Regions from separate parts of the Bos taurus genome. Here region 2 is linked to region 1. Evidence: chromatin contacts called from public Hi-C data. All regions are on one chromosome and are shown on one strand. Each heading gives the region's core, a stretch centred on a gene start, on an enhancer-like site or on the middle of the called end of the contact. The rest is flanking DNA. Distances are from core to core; before and after follow the strand shown. Region 1 has its middle 3.3 kb from the start of CEBPB. Region 2 has its middle 45 kb from the start of PTPN1.

Region 1 (2,952 bases), core at 182-2,681:
TGGGGAAGTCCCCCTTCCCTTTCCCATCCTGACTGTCACGATCCTTAGCTGTGCAACCTTGGACAGGTCACCTCCCCTCTCTGAGCCAGCTTGATTGGCAGGAAAATGCCAGTAACAAAAGCCAGGGCCTCCAAGAGGCTGATAAGCCAGTACGTGGTGAGCAGAGGGTCCGGCGCCCACCAGTGTCTCCAGCTTCAATTTCTGACACTCACTTCTATCCCTGGTAAAAATCGCCCGGCTGTGGGGCAACTGCCTAAGATTACAAGGCACCAGTGTATTCTGTCAACTCTCCTGTCCTAAGCAAACATTGGTGAGGGTTTCCAGCTAGCCTCAGTGGTCAACCCCACTAAATGGGTCTGTGGTTAACGTGACCAGGCAGCTGGGAGAAACCAGCAAATCCATCTGTGCGTAGGTCTTGCTCACTCTAAGTACGAGTGTGCACCCACTGTGATTCCCGCTCTTTGAGGCACACCCCTGGCCTCCTCCTGCTTCACCCCATCCTGTTCTCTCTGTCTCTCTCTCTCGTTTCCCAGCTTTTGAACAGACCCTCCCTCTTCCCTGTGAGCCTGCAGCCTGGCGATGCACACGCATACAGTGGGTGTCCCCCATTTATGACATCCCCAAGTCCTCTGGGCACAGCTCTGTCCACAGTGCCCTCATGTGCCGCCTGGAGCACCATCAGAGCCCTCAACCTGTTAACTGTTTCTCCAAGCCCTCTTCAAGGGCCGTCAGATGGCTCGGGTTTAAATTCCTTTAATGCTGCTTCCGAACTGTGAAACCATAAGCAAGTCACTAAACTCCGGCATTCGAGGTGCATGAGCTGGGGGGCAAGGATTCCTCCAGGCAGGGCCCAGGACTTGGGTGGGGGCTGAGGTTACCAACCAGGCTTTCATCCCCAAGCTTTCCCCAGAGACTTCGGAGCCGAACTTGGCTAACTGGCTCCACCCTTGTTCTTCCTGAGCAGTAACCCCGCTACCATAGGCCTCAGTTTACTTTTGTCAAACCAGTGTAGCCCCTTCCCCGGGTGCTTGTGTCAATGATAGGAGGGTCTGAGTGTGTGAACAGTGACACTCCACACTCGCTGTGCAGCAGCGCTCAGGAAACAGGAGCTTGGGGCCACTCTCTGCCCAGACTTCTTGCCTCTCACCTCCTTTGCATCCTCTGGTGACAAAAAATGGGTGAGAAGTGGCAGTAACCAGCCAACTCTTCACGAATGAAGGAGCGAGGATTGGAGAGGTTCCCTCCTAAATGGCGACTTCCTCCCCCCACCCCCCGAGCCAAAGACTGAGCTACCTCATTCCCGAGGTCAGCCCCCCACCCACTCTGCCCCTCAGCAGGTAAATCCCAGAGGCAGGAGCTGATGTGCTGGTGCTGGTACTGAGCGGACTTTGACACTGCGGCTTCCCATCAGTCTTCCGGCTGCCCAGGGCCTAAGTTACGTGTGCCCAGCGCCCAGGCGACAAGCGGGGTTAGGGCTGCCCAGGGCCTAAGTTACGTGTGCCCAGTGCCCAGGCGACAAGCGGGGCTAGGGAGGTGGCGTTTGCTTTGGTCCTTGGCTCCGTAACGGTGGGGGCTGAGTGTCTGTTTCCCACAGGCTTCCACGGGGAGGGGGGGAAACATCCAGGCACCCAAAGGGCAATGGAGAGGAAGCACATTGCCCCTTCTCAAACCACGGTATCACCAACTGCTCCTGAGATCCCAGGTCCTCAGCAAACTCATCTACAAAGCCCCCCTATTCCACCCTCCCTCAACCCCTGAATTCCTAAAGCAGGGCTCCCCCCACAAACATATTTCTCACCCTTACGGGTGTGACAGCCAAAAGGCAGATTCACAGCTCTGAAAGCAGGCCATGTAATGGTAGCAACCTCTTTGAAGGTGGCTGTGAGATTTAAATGAGATGGGCAGGTCCAGGGCTTACTGGACACTGGCCCCTGGCGAGCGCTGGCCACACTCGCGCTGCGCTGAAGATTCAAGTGCCAAATGCCAGGAGCCTCCCAGCGAAAAATAATAACAAGAGCAAACGCTTATATAACACCTCCTGCATGCCAGGCACCGTGGGACGCTGTAGGGGTATCCACAAACCCCTCCGTCTACATCCTCAACTCTCAGGAATGCCATCCAGGGCTGGAACGGGGGTGCAGGAGCCATGCAAAGGGGCAGGCAGGAGTGTAGCAGGGGGCAGGGAAGACGCAGCCTTGCCCGGGGCCATTTCTGTCACAGGGAATCAGGGACGGCAGTCCTGGGTTCACACCTGGGCTCAGCGTCCTTGAGCAGGTAAGCCTAGGCCTCAGTGTCCACCGTAGGTACAAGCAGGACAGGTGGTGCTAGGAAAAGGAGTGAACGTATAGGAACCCTTCCCCCGCCTCCCCAACAGAGCCCGATTCTGGATTCTCCCCTCCCTCTGGCCAGAACACACAAACACAAGCTCACCCACACACCCAGGCTACTCTCTTAAAAATATACATACGCACACACACTATTTTCTAAACACCCTGCCCGGCTTCACTTTCGAAATAGTCTGCTCCGACTTGGGTTCAGTAGGACCAAGACCTGTACCCCTTCTCTTTCAGAGTCACAGTCCCGTGGACTGGGTCCCCAAGCACTGTGCAGAGATCAGAACCCGCCAAGCCCCTCCAAACCCAAGCCCTGCACTCAGGACCAGCCGGAGGCCCTGCAGGCCCTCCCCAAGCAGGGCTCCTAGTCACTCCTCCCCAGCACTCAGCGGGACTGAGTCACCCTGAAAGCCTGACCCAGCACTCCTCTGCCCCTCCCCCGAGCCAGGCCTGATACCCCGATCTCCAAGCACAGGCCCTGGGGGCGGGGCTGGGGGGCGGGAGTAGCAGAGGAGAATAAGCAGCTGCAACACCCCCACCCAACCACCTAAAATGCCAAAAATAATAGCAGCTCTCTCTCTCTCTCTCACACACACACAACAACAACAACAACCCCACA
Region 2 (2,952 bases), core at 207-2,706, 280 kb before region 1:
TGGCTATCGTTTCTTGGGGATCATTGCACAGATATCCAGAGTGTAGATAAGCAAATATGTACATGGATTCCTGTAGCTGTTTCTCTAAAGAGAAGCATACTGCACACCCTGCTCTGCACTGGTTTCGTTTTTTACTTAATAATGTACCTTGGAGATCTTTCCCAATCAGCACTAGGAGAGCATTCTTCACACATTCCATTGTCTGAATATCATAATTTTTCTAACCAGTCCCCGATGATACCATGTAGCTGATTCCAGTGTTTGACTGCGGCAAACAATGCTGCAATTAGTATTCCTTTCACAGGAGTCTTTCCATGTATGCGGATCTATTTCCGTAGGGATGAATTCTTAGCCCCTGAACTGCCCAGTCATAGGGCAGGTGCATTTTTAAATTTTAACACTTATTGTCTAAATGCTTTCTGAGGTCATGCCTACCAACTGACATTCAGGGCAATGACTGACGTGAGCCCTGGTTTCCCCACACTCCAGCCAACACCAACTATTATCTGACCGCTCCATCTTGGCCTTGCCGATAGGGGAAAAGTGTGTTCACCGTGGTTGTAATCCCCATAGTCTTCCTTTACGTTGGGAATTAAAACACATATCTAAAGGCCATTTGTGTCTCTTTTCTGGTAGTAAAGCATTCCCATCCTTTGCCTATATTTCTATCGGATAATTGTCTCTTCATCTGCAAGAGCTCTTTATATACTAAGAAAATTAGGTCTTTGTTTCTCACAGATGTTACACATGTATGTATTCTGAAATCCAGGTATGTCACCAGAAATCCCCTTCTGCACCATGTTTTTCAGGCCTGAGATTATTTGACAATATGTTGTGGATCCCGTTCCATATAGTAAATGTGCCTGTGAAGCAAAATTATTTTTTAAATTTATTTTTAATTGGAAGACAATTCCTTTATAACGTTGAGCTGATTTCTGTTAACGACAGTGTGAATCGGCATAAGTATACATGTCTCCCTTCCCTCTTGAAGCTCCCACCCCGCATCACATCCCACCCCTCTAGCAAAACTATTTGAGAATTATTTAAAAATCATTCTGGTACATTGGAAGCTCATCCCCATGGCTCTGGATGTAGGTGAACACCCGTGTCAGAGAGGAGGATTATGAAGCATCCAGTAGGCGCCATCTGTCTATGCATGTTACGTAATATAATCCTACCCACAACACTGGCGTAACATCATACCCATTTTACAGCTGAGGAAACTGAGGTCCAGAGGGGTCAAGGATTTGTTCAAGGTCTCCCTGCTGCTCTGTGGGAGAGCTGGGATCCAAACCCATGTCATTTTGTCTCCTAAGCCTTTGCTACCATCTTTCACGACCTTAAATCTCCACATTCCCACTGAGTCTGGATGAAGACGGCCCTGGGGTCAGTCCCTATTCCCCACTACCACTCCAGGCTGCAGAGCTTCGTGCAGTTTCGGTATGAAGCCACTGGGAGGCGCTAGGGACACACCCTTGTCTAACTAGCCACAGCCTGGAAGGGACGCACTGTGGCAGCCTGAGTCGTTAGGCATTGCCGAATGGCCCGGGTCTAGAACCCCTGTTGTACAGGTCACACAAAGCAACCAAAGTCAGTCCTGGCTCACACACAGAGAGTTTCACACGTGGGAACTCATTAATACCCGGAGGTGGGAACTGACTCCATCTCTGCCTTAGAGACGGGGAGACTGAGGCACAGAGAGGCTCGGTGACTTGCCCAAGGCCGCGCAGCCAGCAGCCCCGGGGCCGGGACCCGGTCCTCAGGCCCCAGCACCTGTGCCCTCAAGCACTGTATTCTGCGGTCCCTCAGGAAAGCACGCACTGTGTACGCCTCAGATCCATAGGGACATTCTCTCCTTCCACAAACAAGTAACGTCTCTCCCAGTTTTCCTTCTATGTGTTTTCATTTCCCCACTTTTGATGGCAACTCGGGTACACGAGATTTTTCATTTTCATTGCAATTATACTATGAGAAGAACACCAGCCTGAAGTGCCGTAATAAATGGCAGCCGACGCCCGCCCTCAACACCAGAGATGCGCTGGGGAGCAGTGGAGACTGCGGTCCCAGGTGGCTCAGCTCTGTCAGTCCTGGCACGTTGCTTCCTGGCACATGAGCTGGCCCAATTTTGCAAGGATGGTATCCTTGCTCAGGTGTGTCCGACTCTTGGCAACTCCATGGACTATAGCCCTCCAGGCTCCTCTATCCACGGGATTCTCCAGGCAAGAATACTGGAGTGTGTTGCCATGCCCTCCTCCAAGGGATCTTCCCAACTCAGGAATTGAACCCAGGTCTCCTGTATTTGCAGGCAGATTCTTTGCCATTATTACGGCACCTCAGGCAAGTGTTCATCTGAGCCACCAGGGAAGCCCGAGCATACTGCAGTAGGTAGCCGGTCCCTTCTCCAGGGGATCTTCCTATTCCAGGAATTGAACAGGGGTCTCCTGCATTGCAGGCAGATTCTTTACCAGCTGAGCTGTCAGGGAAACCAGAGATCCAGATTTCTAATGTGAAATTTCCTAATTTTAAAATAGTGAAAGTGAAAGTCGCCCAGTCGTTGCTGACTCTTTGCAACCCCATGGACTATAGTCCATGGAGTTCTCCAGGCCAGAATACTGGAGTGGGTAGCCTTTCCCTTTACTAGAATTTTAAAATAATGACAATTAATTAAAAAATTAAAAACCCTGAGATGGCCAAAACAAAACATGTCTGAAGCCTGATTTGGCTTGAGAGCGGCCGGTCTTCAAGCTTCCTGAAGGGTGCATTCAAGGACCAGGAACAAACAGGCATCCTCTTAGCGCCCTTGGCCTCTCATGATCATTTAATTAATTCTTTTACCTATTCAGCCATACATTCATTCCTGCATGCATTCCACCCACCCATTCACCCATCGATATCCATGCATCCATCATCCATCCTTTTATTCATTCGTTTCGCCCACCTACTCACCCATCC

Evidence for each region. Hi-C and Micro-C count contacts between places; a contact is called where the count stands out from the background.
Region 2: a Hi-C map of liver shows a contact between it and region 1, with 2.1 times the contacts expected there. The contact joins two enhancer-like sites. A contact is called at or near these places in 5 of 11 Hi-C or Micro-C datasets (blastocyst, liver, skeletal muscle and 2 more).

Annotation. Positions count from the first base shown.
Region 1 is chr13:78,207,545-78,210,496 of ARS-UCD2.0, reverse strand. No RefSeq gene overlaps it. Among named protein-coding and RNA genes, the nearest start is that of CEBPB, 3.3 kb to the right of the region's middle. Within about 2 kb of position 1,431, at least 6 of the 102 cell types and tissues checked have an H3K27ac peak or open chromatin away from gene starts, as enhancers often do. A contact at or near this core is called in liver, where this site is marked.
Region 2 is chr13:78,487,920-78,490,871 of ARS-UCD2.0, reverse strand. No RefSeq gene overlaps it. Among named protein-coding and RNA genes, the nearest start is that of PTPN1, 45 kb to the left of the region's middle. Within about 2 kb of position 1,456, at least 14 of the 102 cell types and tissues checked have an H3K27ac peak or open chromatin away from gene starts, as enhancers often do. A contact at or near this core is called in liver, where this site is marked.